Linked DNA regions of Mus musculus: region 2 is linked to region 1. The links are chromatin contacts, called in public Hi-C maps. All regions are on one chromosome and are shown on one strand. Each heading gives the region's core, a stretch centred on a gene start, on an enhancer-like site or on the middle of the called end of the contact. The rest is flanking DNA. Distances are from core to core; before and after follow the strand shown. Region 1 overlaps Adamts2 (a disintegrin-like and metallopeptidase (reprolysin type) with thrombospondin type 1 motif, 2). Region 2 holds the start of Zfp354c (zinc finger protein 354C).

Region 1 (6,377 bases), core at 2,223-4,722:
TGGGTCTGTGATGGTAAAGCTTGGTTGTCAGCGGGATAGGATCTGGACTCACTGTGGAAACAAGTCTCTGGTTAACTGTGGCTGGAAGAGCCACCCTGAATGTGGACGGCACCATATGTAGGCTGGGGTCCTGGGTTGAAGAACAGGGAGAAAGCCAACCGAGCTTCCTGGTGGTGGGTGTCTGTCATGTGACCAGCCACCTCCTATTCCTGCCCTTGAACTGAGAGCCAAGAGAGGCCCCTCGTCCTTTAAGTTGACTTTGTCAGGCAGTTTGTCACAGAAACGGGACTGGTGACTAATACAAGGAATGCGACCTCATCTCTGAGAGAGTTTAAGCCCTGTAAAACCAAGGTGGCTGGAGCCAGGAAGTCCTAAGCTGTGCTTACCACAGTCAGGGTGCACTCTAGGGCCTATAAAACTATGACTTAGTCTTTGGCAAAAAGTGGCACAGACCCATAGCTCCTACTATGCATCCCTAGTTGTCACTGTATCAGCTCCCACCCCCTAGTCCCTCCCTGCCTCATCTCCAGGTCCCATTAGGCTCCAGTGGGGGCAAAATTGGCAACCTTACATGAGAGGTATGCTGTTTATCTCGAGCTCACGGGAGGCCTCCGAGTCATCTCAAGCTCTTCCTAAAACAACATTTTTCTCCATTTCTTTATATATATATATATATATATATATATATATATATATATATATATATATATATATATATATATATGAAGCAGAAGAAAAGAGATTATCTTATTTTATACAATATGCCACCAGCCAGGGAGCCGAGCATCAGCCGCACTCGTGGGTTGCATAGCAACTGGCTTTTCAATTGATTTTTTTTTTTTTTGAGAAGGAACCAAAGCTACTCGAGTGTTCTCATTTTAAATATTTCCTTGGATGATGGAAATCAAAGGAAATGGAGATGAGAGATTTGGGGACATTCCGAGGACATAAGGTATCTTGTGAAGGCTAGCTTGAGACAGGGTGTGCTCTGCTTGTTGAAATTTGTCAGCATTTGGGTGAAAGGTCAGACGTTCCTGGTCTATTAGTAGAAGGCGGAGACATGCTGGGAGGAAAGGAGTCTGCAGGCTAAAGCCTTGGGCCAACACCGTTGTGGTTTTGCCATGTGTCCCACTGTAGAAAGAGCAGAGAGGATCCTGGGATGGATGGGAGAGAGCCTTCTTTCAGATAGCCTTGAATCAAAGACCCTAGGGGCCAAGCTCAGTCTATACTTTAGTCTGGGAAAGACCCCCTGGCATAATTACCTGTCGCCAGCCATCCTAGGCACACCTCCTCACCAGAGCCATTAGGTCTAGAATAGATGAGACAGTGCTAATGCTGGACGCTACCACCGGAGGGCGCCTCTGTCCTTTTGATCTGGTCTAATGAGTCTACCTTAGGTTGATACTTAATAAATGACAGTTTATTGCTCATAGTTCTGAAGGCCAGAAAGTCCAAAGTCTGAATGTCAGGAGATCTGGAGTCCTCACAGGTAGCTTCATGCTCATGAGTGGTGGATGGGACAGGTCTCAGAGCTATATGAGAGCCACTCTAGTTCAGGGACCTTTGTCCTACTGACCTGATAACTTTCTAGGGTTCCACATCTTAATACTATTGTATTAGAAATTAGGTTCCAAGATATAAAGTCTAATTTTTAGACCATGTCAGGAGTTCTTATTTAACACTGAATCCTGTTCTAGTAGCTTGGTTTTCTTCGATGGGTATACCTTCTTGCCTGCTTTCCCCTGGCGGGTCTAGAAGGCACCTGTACCATGACTTCTGAGCCACCCACATCACCTTGCATGCCACAGATGGGAACAGAAGACACCAGCCTTGGGGAGTCCCCGAGGCTGCAGGCAGTCAGGCTAGATAGAGCAGAACTTGTTTTGAAGCCATCAGAGATGGTGGGCCCTGGTCCTGGCATTCATGCCAGCCCAGGGGTACGTGTGGGACCTTGGATGACTTACTTAACATGGCAGAATCTTGTTTTCTGAGCAAGAGGAAGTCTGAGGGACCCCAGTGCTTGACAGGAATGACTGCAGTCACGGAGATCAGACGGACTGCTGACTCTTCACTGTCTGAAGCCCCCACCCCCACCCCCACCTGGCTTTCAGGCTCCCTTCGCTGGGAGTCAGATGACTTTATTTATACCTCCTTCGGGGATTCCAGGCCCTGTGGTCCAGCGGTATTTCTCCCCAAGGAGGAGAGTACAGTCACATAACCGTCAAAGCCGTGTATGTTTTAATCACTCCGTCTTGGTGATGTTGCCTGGGAGGACGCGTCATAGTGTCCTCAGAGCCTTGCTCAGCTCACTGTCTCAGGCATCCTGTCATGGGACTGACAGGCATCCCCTGATGATAAGGGGGCACCCATAGTCACTGTCACCATCTCCATATGACAGTGAAAACGTGGCTCCACGGGGTGAGTGATCTACCAAAAGTCATACATGACAGCCACTTTGTCCCTAGAGGATGAGCCAGTTGCTGTCATTCTGTCAGGCTAGAGAGCACAGATCTTGGGTGAGCTGAGCCTGGCTCCCCTGTGCCATTCCCCCTATGTCCAATGCTCCCAACCGATGGTTCTACAACTTTATGCCCACACTCACGGACTCGGGTTGATGTTTAGAGACACTTTCACTGTTATAATTTGGGAGATGCTCAGGACACACACACACACACACACACACACACACACACACACACACACACAGTTAACTGGCCCCAAAGGTCAGCAATACTGAAGCTGAGAAGAGAGCTCTACACAGCCTGAATCTCAGCCCTGTGTGTGCTTTCTTAATTCCTGCCTGGTGGGCTAGCCTGAGGTCTCCCAGGGCCAGGGCATTCTGGGATGGGTTTGGTACCAGCTGAAGCCAGGTCTCCTTGCAGCCTGAACCACTGGCACTAGAGTGGGCCACATGGTCACTGCCAGAGTAGACAAGGAAAAAGACTTGTGGGTATGGACTGTGTCTTGCTTTCTTAAGGGAAGGGTTTATATCCGTTTATAGCTCCAGGTTACAGTCCATTATGGAGGGAAAAGCCACAGTGGCAAGAGCTTGAGGTAGCTGGTCATGTCACATTATCCGTCAAACCAAAGAACAACCTATCCTTAGCTCTGTTCAGTTCTGTCCTCCCCAGGCTTCCAGTCAGCAAATGGCGCCACCATGGTGGGTGTGTCTTCTCACCTCAGTTAACAGAATCAATACAATCCCTTACAGGCACGCTCAAATCTCCCAGGGGATTATAGATTCTCAGATGGGTGTTAACAATAACTATTGCAAACTGGATGTCCTGCCCAAACAGTCACAGGTCAAAGTTCCTGAGCCCTAAGCTGGGTACTCAGGTTGGACCCAAACACTTTGGGTCAGAGGAGCCCAGAAAGGGACTGAAAGTGTCCAAGAACAGTAGTGCACCCTGTACCCCACACCTCCAGCTCCCTGTCCGTGGCCCTGGGATTGGGTGTGTGCTCACAGACACCACGTGGTGGCGCCCAGCCTGCAGAGCCTTCCTGTTGGCAGGCATGGAGACTGGCCTCCAAACAGCAGATCCCGTTTTTTCTGTCTCCTTGACCGAAGGAGGGAAGAACATAAATAATTCAGCGCATTCCACAGTAAACAGTCAAGTGTCAAGAGAGCAGCGGTTGGAATACAGCTCTCTGCACAAGCCTTAATTGGTTTGTTTAGGGTGAGACCCCAGAATCTGTCTGGTGTCTAGAGGGCTACCATTGCCCGGCTGCAAGTCAGATCTGCCGCCCAGCCTGGAGGAGCTGTGTTCCTTAGCCTGCCGACCTCCCTCAGGATCTTGGCATTGCATTCTTGTAGCAGCAGCGCCACCTGGTGGTTATTTCCATAGCCCGCCCTTCCTTTGCCTTCTGTCTAGAAGTAGACCTACTTCCAGCCAAACTTCCTCCTAACCTTTGTATGACGTCCACCTCCACCTCAGGATTTGGAGTCAACGACTTTAATGGCAAGAGGTGAAGTTTCTTATCTGGGAATTAGGATAATGACAGTGCTTATGTCCTAGGCAGTTTTGAATTTTAAATGAGACGTATGCAGAGGCTTGTTCTCAAAGAGCCAAGAATTTGGCTGTTGCCATCAGCATTTGGGCTTGTCCCTGCTGGTGATGCTTTTCCATGAGTTCCTAGGAATGTTCCTGCAGCCTCTAGGCCCTCCCTGGCCCAGCGTGACTCTCCAGCGTGTGTATATTTGATTTTTGTTCATTCATTAATTCATCCCATTTGTGATCATCATGAATGCTCATTGAACAGCACAGGGACAGCCTCGACCCTGTCTAACAAGCAGTGTATCTAGATATGGCCCTGTGGGAGCCCACAGCCAGCTTGGGTCTCTCTCCAAGGGCCTAGACATGTTCAGTTGTCCTAGATATCTCTGCCTCAAGCTAAGCTCTTTAAAAGGTGTTTAAATAATGTGTGCATGTGTGGAGGTCAGTAGGCATGGTTATGTGCATGAGAGTAGGGAAGGTCCTCTGAGCTGGAGCTGGGGCTACAGGTCCTCTGCAAGAGCAGTATGCACTCTTGAGCACTGATCCATCTCTCCAGACCCTTGGGAGGAGTCTTTTAAGGTCATGTGGGGAAAGACAGCTTGTGGGTCCCAAGTGGAAAGTATGGAGGGTGAGGGAAAAGGGCATGGGGAAAGAGACAGAAACTTCTTTGTGCTTCTAAGGCACATCAGCTGCTTTTCAGCCCTTTAAGCCTCGATTCTATTAGCTTAGCTTGGGTGGCTTAGCTTGGGCCCCAAGGTTGCCTCTTGGCCTGAAGGCGACCAATTGTATATACATTTAGTGGTGGATCCTGTTCCTTGGAATCAGGAAGCAGGCACTCCCTGGAGATTTCACCAGGTGAACAAACTATACAGAAAAGACCATCTTCAAGATAGATTCGCCACAGCACCGTGACCAGATCGCACACCCTCCCTGTTAAGTCGTGAGGCACTCCCCACACATCCTCTGCCCATGTCCACACCCCCTGGCCCTGACATCTCCTGTCGCCCACCAGATGTTGACCCTTTAACAGTGCAGTGAGCCACACTTACTTCCCCTTCCTGACTGCTCCCCCCCATAAGAATCTGCTCTTTCTAAAATGCATATGTGCCCTGTCCTTAGCCCTGGATACAATATTGATGCCTTGTCACAGACCATCCTTTGGACAGGGCACTCTGGGACCCCCTAGAATGTTCCAGACCTAGTAAGAACAAAGAACACTTCCCCTTGGGTCCTCAGTGCCTGCTTGAGATAGGCCAGACCTTGAAAAGGTTGGGAGAAAATACAGTTGGTTCTCCACACCCACAGCTTGGCTTCTGCCAATTGCACCAACTACAGATGGAGGATAATCAGGAGGAAGCAGGACATCTGTATTGAACATATGCAGGCTTTTATCTTGTTGTTATTCCCTAAACAATCAGTATAGCAACTATGTGCTCCACACTTACACTGCGGTACATGGTATAAGTCATTTAGAGTTTATGTAAAGGATACAGAAAGAGATGTGGGGATGCAGCAAATGCTGTATCCTTTAATAGAAGAGACTTGAGCCTTTACTGATGTCTTCATTGGAGTACTAAAATCACTCCCGCAGCAGACATTAAGGGATGACCATATATGCACCACCTACATCTTGTCACTTGAGAACCCTGAATGCTCTAATTCTTGGGGTGCCTGCATGCATATCAAGGCTTACAAGGGCACAGCACATGGATACTGTTTTCTGAAGTTCTATCTTCCTGGAGTCCTCCTCTGTAGTGCGGCTCCTATCTGGGGCAGTGTTCCCCAAGTCTGTCTCTCTTCCCTGCTCTCTAGAGACCTTTCTTGGGATTCCAAAGCTAGGAAGCAGAACCTAGACCCCTTGAGCTCTGTTCCCATAGCACAAACCCCTTGAGGCTGGGGAACGCTGTAGCAGCCTGCTTTCTTGGAACAGGCAGAGAAGAAAACAAAGCAAGAACAAAAACACAGATCAATATTTCAATAAATTATCCTGCCGTGGCAGTGAAATCACCTTGTCTGCCAAGAGAGTCTCAGGACTGGAGCCCAGCGTCTTGGGGGGAGGAGAGAACCAGCAGGGACCATTCTGCAAAGCAGTGGGGGTGTTCCGTCCACCTGCGGTTTTGGCCCCTGTCTACAAGGTGGGGGGGAGGGGCGGTGTCCACTTTAGGAACTGCCTTTATTCAGAAGTTCTTAGTTGATTGATTTGGGGAGTGGGATGGAGTTTTGTTGTATGTTAAAGCTGTTTTCCTCAATGCTTACTTGTACTATTGGTTTGGGGGGTGCTTGGGAATTGAACCCAGGTGGGTTTTTTTTTGTTTTTTTTTTGTTTTTTTTTTTTTGTTTTTTTTTTTTTTTTTGCTGTGCTGGTCTGACACTGTACCCACC
Region 2 (6,958 bases), core at 3,774-6,273, 58 kb after region 1:
CTGGGATTAAAGGCGTGCGCCACCACAGCCCGGCGACATGTGACTCTTATGAAAGCCTCTTTCTCACAAAACTGCTTCAATATATTTCAACTGCACAATACATTTCAGTCCTCAGATTCTGTAAATTATGTAACCAGATCCTTATGGATAAAAAATTTATTTTTATTTTTAATTTACCTTTATTCTTTGCTTATATATGCTATCCGCATATGCATGTATTTCTAGTGTGCATGTGTGTGGAGGCCAGAGGCAGGCGGTGGGTGTCTTGCCCTATTGCTCTCTCCCTTTGTGAGATCGAGCCTCTCACTGAACCTGGAGCTGGCTGGCTCACAAGGTCAGCTGCTCAGTGAGACAGGCTTCTCTCGTCCTGCCTCCCAGCATTCTAGTGCGCAGTGTTATGAGGATGCTGGGGCTCTGAACTCAGGTCCTCGAGCCCGTGAAGGAAGCACTTCACCCACTGAGCCGTCTCCACACTCTGCAGATGAGTATTCATCTTTTTACGTTGTCACAAACACTACATAGTGATCATTCTCCTAGCATTCTCTGGCAGAGGCATCCCTGTAGTTCTGAGATAGACCAGTGGTTCTCACCCTGTGGGCTGTGACCACGTTGGGGATCACATATGAGATACCTGCATACCAGGTATTTACATTACAATTCATAACAGCAGCAACATTACAGTTATGAAGCAGCAATGAAGAAATTCTATGGCTGGGGGTCAGCACAACATGAGGAACTGTATCAAAGGTCACAGCACTAGGAAGGTGGAGAACCACTTGAGATAGACTGAGCAGTTGGGTCCAAGTTACCATGCACTTTTAATTGGAAGATGCAGCAAACTGCCCTTTTTCAAGATGGCGGTATTACCTCTCACCTCACATACTCTTTGGATAATGTGCTATCATTATTTCCCAACCAAGAAGAGCTCCCTCCCGTAACCCTATGAAGTGGTGTCTTATTTTCTATGCTGTGATAAGACACCACGACCAAGGTGACTTCTAGAAGAAAGAGTTTATTTGTGCTTACAGTTCAGAAGGAAATAGCTACACTACAATTACAAACTCTTCCATAACTTGCCTTGCCTAAAATGAAGACTATCTGTCCACTGTCCACCTTGGGATGAGAAAGCTTACGTGAAGTATCCCCACTTTGGACAGAGAGTAGCCCAGGCCTGAGCTGGAACTGCTACGCACTGCATTCTGCTGGTGTTTGTCACTACTGTAGCACTAACCTTATGGGAGAAACAGGCAGAGTTACAAGGATTAACAGCATTAGCGAGAGGCCAAACCTACTCCATCTTGGGACCGGCCTCCTTTTTAAAAAAACAAAACAAAACAAAACAAATAAATAAACCCTTAACTATAGCAGAACTCAAGCTGTACCCACATACCAGGAAGGACCCAGAGGCTTGTCGTTGGCCAGAGTTACTCCCTGGCTACTTCCTAGCAGCAACAGTTAATCAAAGATTAGCCTGATTGTTTCAGATGTACTTTCACACTGTTCATGAATGTATACGGTCTTGCTTCGGATCACCCACCTGTCGGCTTACAATGGACATTCTGTTATATACTTGTCAGGATAAACCCTCCCTCACTTACTTCCATTTCCTATAAAACCTTGTCCCACTGAGGGTTCGAGTCTGCTCTGCCTTCCCTTCCTGTCCTGCTGTGTCAGAGTTGGGTGGGAGGATAGTCCAAGCCCAAGCTTGTAATAAAGAGACCCTAATGTTATTACACTGGAAACGGCTCCTTGGTGGTCTTTTGGGGTTCACAAACTGTTCCTGACACAACAAGAGAACCATCCTGCTCCGCTGGCTTTAAGCCCCACCTCCCATCCCTCTGGTAAAACTACAAAGGCAAACATCAACTCTGCCCCTCCTCAGGATTTAAACTATCCAACGAAAAAGGGGGAATACTCTGGCCTTACTAAGGCTCATTAATAGATTCCTTCTTCTGGTGAAGAGAATGCACGCTCCACTTCTAGCCCTGGGACAAGTCTAAGCCAGCCTGAACTTTACAAACTACTGTGTCCTTCCCTTAAAAGTTAATCCAGGAGCTGGGGAGATGGTTCAGTGGTAAAGAGCACTGGCTGCTCTTTCAGAGGATCCAGTTTCAATTCGCAGCACCTACAGTGTCTCACAACCATATATAACTCCAGTTCCAGGGGAATATGGCAAACTCTTCTGGCCTTCACGGGCAACTGGCAACATGGTGCACAGACATACATGCAGGCAAAACATCCATACACATAAAAAAAATAATTGTTTTTCCAAAAGAATTAAAGAGGTAATTAAGCTGGGCCTGTCAATCACCTGGCCAGAGTTTGCCTCTATCCACCTTCTCACCGCCAAACTCTGGTTCACTTGAAGACAGGCTAAAGACAAGGAGGAGTGATTATCCCTTAATGAAATAATGTGCTCGGCCTTCCCAGAAGCCTTTGGGCAGTGCCACCTTGGAGCTTGCCCAACTTTCAGTTATTCCAAAAACTGTAACTTTTCTTTTTATTTATCTTTTTTTCTTTTTGGCCAAAATCCTAAACATGGTTTCCTTGGCATTCTGGGGTTTCTCACCCATTCTCAAAAGCTACTTCCCCCACCACACAACTGTCTGCTGTGGGATGTAGTACCTGTCAATAATAAATCTGACGGCTTATGGCTTAGGCAGGACATAGGAAGTGTAACATCTGGGAGGAGAGAGTTCTGGGACAGTGCCAGGTGAGAGATCCACTTGGAAAGATGTGAGGAGACAGACACATGGTACCTGAGCACAGGTAACCAGCCAGGTGGCAGAACGTAGGTTAAAATAATTGGGTTATTTTAGTTATGATCTATTCAGAGCAGAGCCTAGCTACATGGCCAAGGTATGTGTAACTATATTTTGAGTCTCAGTCTTACTTCTGAGAGCATGGGTCTGGGAGGAAGAACCAGGCCTAACATGTACAGTTTGCCCATCAGGAGCCTGCTGATCTCCGTTGCTGAACCTGCCTTTCTTGTTCCTATCTCACTCCTCCTGGCAGCTGCCAAGACTTACTGCTTGCCTGAACTGTTATTTTTCTCAGCCTCTAATAACATTTTCTTCAAGCTTCTGAGTACATGTCTAGGTTCTTTTATTAATGAAGTTAAGAACCCAAAAGAAAGGGCCAAATTTCCCTGGCAACTGAAGGCCACAGAAGATATTTTAAATTATGTTTTATGTCTGTATGGATGTGGTACCTGTTGATAATAAATAATAATAATAATAAATAAAATATAATATAATAAATAACATAAAATAAAAAATAGAAATAATTTAAAAAATAAATAATAAATAAGCCTTTGGTTTAGGCAGGAAATTAGGAAATGGGACATGAGGGAGAAGAGAGAATTCTGGGATTGAGCCAGAGGAGAGATCCAATGGTAGGGAGACCTTCACAGCTCTGTCTTTGGCTAACACAATGGGGTAGGCACTCCATCTGAAGGACTCCCTGTATAAAAAAAGAAAGCACCTGGGAGGTCTTATGAGGTGGTGGCTATCATCTGTGCTGGGCCTGGCAGAATCCTTTGATAAGTGTGAGGAGGGAGGCTTTTGTATCTTTTCTTTGCAGGTCAGCTTCAAACTGGAGTTTGCATACCCCTGTTAAATGCTAATTTTGCAAGGGAAAAAATTGGCAGGGGCAGAAAATGGAAACACATCCACATCTGAGTCAGAAAGCAATTTATGCAAAGACAAGCTTCACTTACTGTGCCTCGGGCAGCCAGCAAATCCACAGCCATTTCCCTTCTTAGTTTTTCTGCCAAAGGAGAGCCGAGTGCTGACCAAATATGCCTGGGAAGAAAAAAAAAAAAAAGGTGTAGTAAGGAATTCTGGTACAAAGGGAAGGCTTGGAGCCAGGAGGGTAAAGCCACCCACAAAGGGGTCTGGAGAAGTGGCTGTGTGATTAAAAGCACTTCCCTTGTTCGCAAAGAAGTTTGATTATCAGCACCCACATTGGGCTATCCACAGCTACTTGTAACTACAGGGGATCCAACATCCTCTCTGGCTTCCTTAGGTACTGTGTGCTCATGGGCACAGACACACAAACAGACACAAACATACACACATGAAAATAAATTAAGTTTTAAAACCCACCCATAATGGTACCAAATGACAGGAACACTGACAAAGCCAACCTGCCAAAACTACATCCCTTCTGTATATTAATCACTCTTCTTCTTTCTTACACTGATCCCTCCACACCCACCTACAGACCCTTTAGCACCTTGTACAAGATTCGTGGCAATGTCAAAAGGTTGGGCAGGACTGATTTAAAGTACAAAGGATAATGTGTCCAAGCTCTCTGCAAATGCTGTGTCTGTCTACCGCAAGAACTTAAGTGTTGGCTGTTTGGGAATTCCTGGAACCAGTCCTCTGTGCAGCAGAGGTGGGGCTGTGCTGTCGACGTGGCTGAGGTGGACAGCCAGGAGGTTCACAGCCTGCCCAAAGTGACAAGACAGCAAGCATCACAAATGGGAAGGAAATTCTGCTTTCAGTCTAAGGCTCCGATCAAGACTCAGAGAACTCTCGGGCCACAATGTGCCTTGGTTTCTTCTTCTGCACCATAGGCACAATGAAGGGCCAAGGGGCCTGTAACTTGCTATTAGATGCGCTAATTCATTAAGTTAGATTAGACTGCTAGGTATCGGCTGTTGATTTTATGATCTGCATAGCTAAGATGCTACAGAAGATGCACAGGCCTCTGGATCCGCAGTTTGGTCCCAGCCACGCTTCGTGGAGGGCCAAACCCGCAGAAAGATCCCCGAGCCTGAGGCCGCAGAGCAGTCGCCAGGCCGCGCCGGGCTCGCCGGGAAGCCCACCGCCCGCTACGCCCCGGTCGCCCCTCTTCACCCCACTCACGGACGCCGGCGCTCGCTCCCACCACTCTCAGCACGAGCAGTCTCGAGGATGTCGGCCCCAGACGCTCTCTCCTAGCACAGTCAGGATCACCTCCACCAGGAGCCCCCCAAAACGCCGCGAGCAGCCCCGCCACCGGGAGAAGCCCCAGAGAACTACTACTCCCGGCATGCCTGAGGTCTTTTCTGACTACACCTCCCAGAAGGCACCGGGGCCAGGCGCGTTCTGAAAGCTGAGTCGGGTCGTGTTGCACTGCAAATCCAGCAAGCCTGTCCCTGCTCTCTCAGTCAGTCCCTCAGACTTGTTTGCTAGGAGGGTGAAGTGATGTGACAGGACAAAAGTGGAATTTAGGGTTTAGGAGCGAGGTACCCATAGGTACCAGGCCAGCCTGACTGACTACATGTGGACAGCCAGGACTACATAGCGAGACTAAAACCAAAAAAAGTAAAACAAAACAAAACTCTAGGAGAACCCTAGCCCACATCACTAATCATTGTAGTTTATTTTTTTTACATTTTTTATTAGGTATTTAGCTCATTTACATTTCCAATGCTATACCAAAAGTCCCCCATACCCACCCACCCCCACTCCCCTACCCACCCACTCCCCCTTTTTGGCCCTGGCGTTCCCCCGTACTGGGGCATATAAAGTTTGCGTGTCCAATGGGCCTCTCTTTCCAGTGATGGCCAACTAGGCCATCTTTTGATACATATGCAGCTAGAGTCAAGAGCTCCGGGGTACTGGTTAGTTCATAATGTTGTTCCACATATAGGGTTGCAGATCCCTTTAGCTCCTTGGGTACTTTCTCTAGCTCCTCCATTGGGAGCCCTGTGATCCATCCATTATCTGACTGTGAGCATCCACTTCTGTGTTTGCTAGGCCCCGGCATAGTCTCACAAGAGACAGCTACATCTGGGTCCTTTCGATAAAATCTTGCTAGTATATGCAATGGTGTCAGCGTTTGGATGCTGATTATGGGGTGGATCCCTGGATATGGCAGTCTCTACATGGTCCATCCTTTCATCTCAGCTCCAAACTTTGTCTTTGTAACTCCTTCCATGGGTGTTTTGTTCCCAATTCTAAGGGGGGGCATAGTGTCCACGCCCCAACTGGTAAGAAGGACACATGCTCCACTATGTTCATAGCAGCCTTATTTATAATAGCCAGAAGCTGGAAAGAACCCAGATGCCCCTCAACAGAGGAATGGATACAGAAAATGTGGTACATCTACACAATGGAGTACTACTCAGCTATTAAAAAGAATGAATTTATGAAATTCCTAGCCAAATGGATGGACCTGGAGGGCATCATCCTGAGTGAGGTAACACATTCATAAAGGAACTCACACAATATGTACTCACTGATAAGTGGATATTAGCCCCAAACCTAGGATACCCAAGATATAAGATACAATTTGCTAAACACATTGTAGTTTATTTTTACTGTATACAATACACAGAAAACAATGTGACATGGGCCTTGATGTGCATCCCAGGATGGCTTCAGAAAGCAGGAGGATTAAAAAATAAAAGTAATTGATTGAATGCCTTTTGATTTTTTTTTTTTAAATCCAGCTAGCTGCTGAATCCTAAAATCAATTTCCATTTGGTTGGGACAGCAATGGACCTTCAGAGATCCTGCCTACCTCTAACCTCTAGGGTTTCGTTGTTTTGTTTTGTTTGTTTGTTTAAAAGAAAAACATAACCTTAACTCTCTCAAGTTTATATTTCTGATCTGGGAAGTCAGCCTAAAGAACAACAAAAACTCAGCAGTGAAGGTGTTTAAATAGCCCTTCATTGCTAAACCGAGGCTCTCTCAGAAGCCACAGTCTGTTGAGTGAAAAAAAAATCCCAGTTTCAGGTATGTGTTGCCTCTATCAGTATCACTGGCCATAGAGGCCCTCTTACCCTACAAAAGCAATTGTTTCTGGTTTTGTTGTTGTTTTTGTTTGTTTCCAGAACTAAATGAGAGTTCCTGTTGCTGGAGATGTCACGTTCTTTCGTTGCAGGAGCATGGAGAATTCAGGCTTGGCCTGAGCTGGAAGATATCTCCATGTGCTAGCTCATTGTCAAAGTGCTCAAAAGCAGCTG

The links. A called contact is a pair of places that touch in the nucleus more often than the background predicts.
Region 2: a Hi-C map of cerebral cortex shows a contact between it and region 1, with 2.9 times the contacts expected there. The contact joins the promoter of Zfp354c here to the enhancer-like site in region 1. A contact is called at or near these places in 1 of 15 datasets of contacts at CTCF or cohesin (CD8 T cells), 1 of 484 Hi-C or Micro-C datasets (cerebral cortex), 1 of 115 datasets of contacts at active chromatin or transcription factors (embryonic stem cells) and 2 of 9 other capture datasets (adipose tissue and pancreatic islet).

What each region holds. Positions count from the first base shown.
Region 1 is chr11:50,765,864-50,772,240 of GRCm38.p6, forward strand. The region is part of intron 5 of Adamts2 (a disintegrin-like and metallopeptidase (reprolysin type) with thrombospondin type 1 motif, 2); the gene reads left to right. Among named protein-coding and RNA genes, the nearest start is that of Zfp354c, 59 kb to the right of the region's middle. Within about 2 kb of position 3,473, at least 67 of the 459 cell types and tissues checked have an H3K27ac peak or open chromatin away from gene starts, as enhancers often do. A contact at or near this core is called in adipose tissue and cerebral cortex, where this site is marked.
Region 2 is chr11:50,822,708-50,829,665 of GRCm38.p6, forward strand. Zfp354c (zinc finger protein 354C) reads right to left here and starts at 5,024. Exons shown (of 5, transcript NM_013922.4): 1 at 4,872-5,024; 2 at 3,719-3,803. The coding sequence starts at 3,751. It also overlaps a transcript of Zfp879 not described here.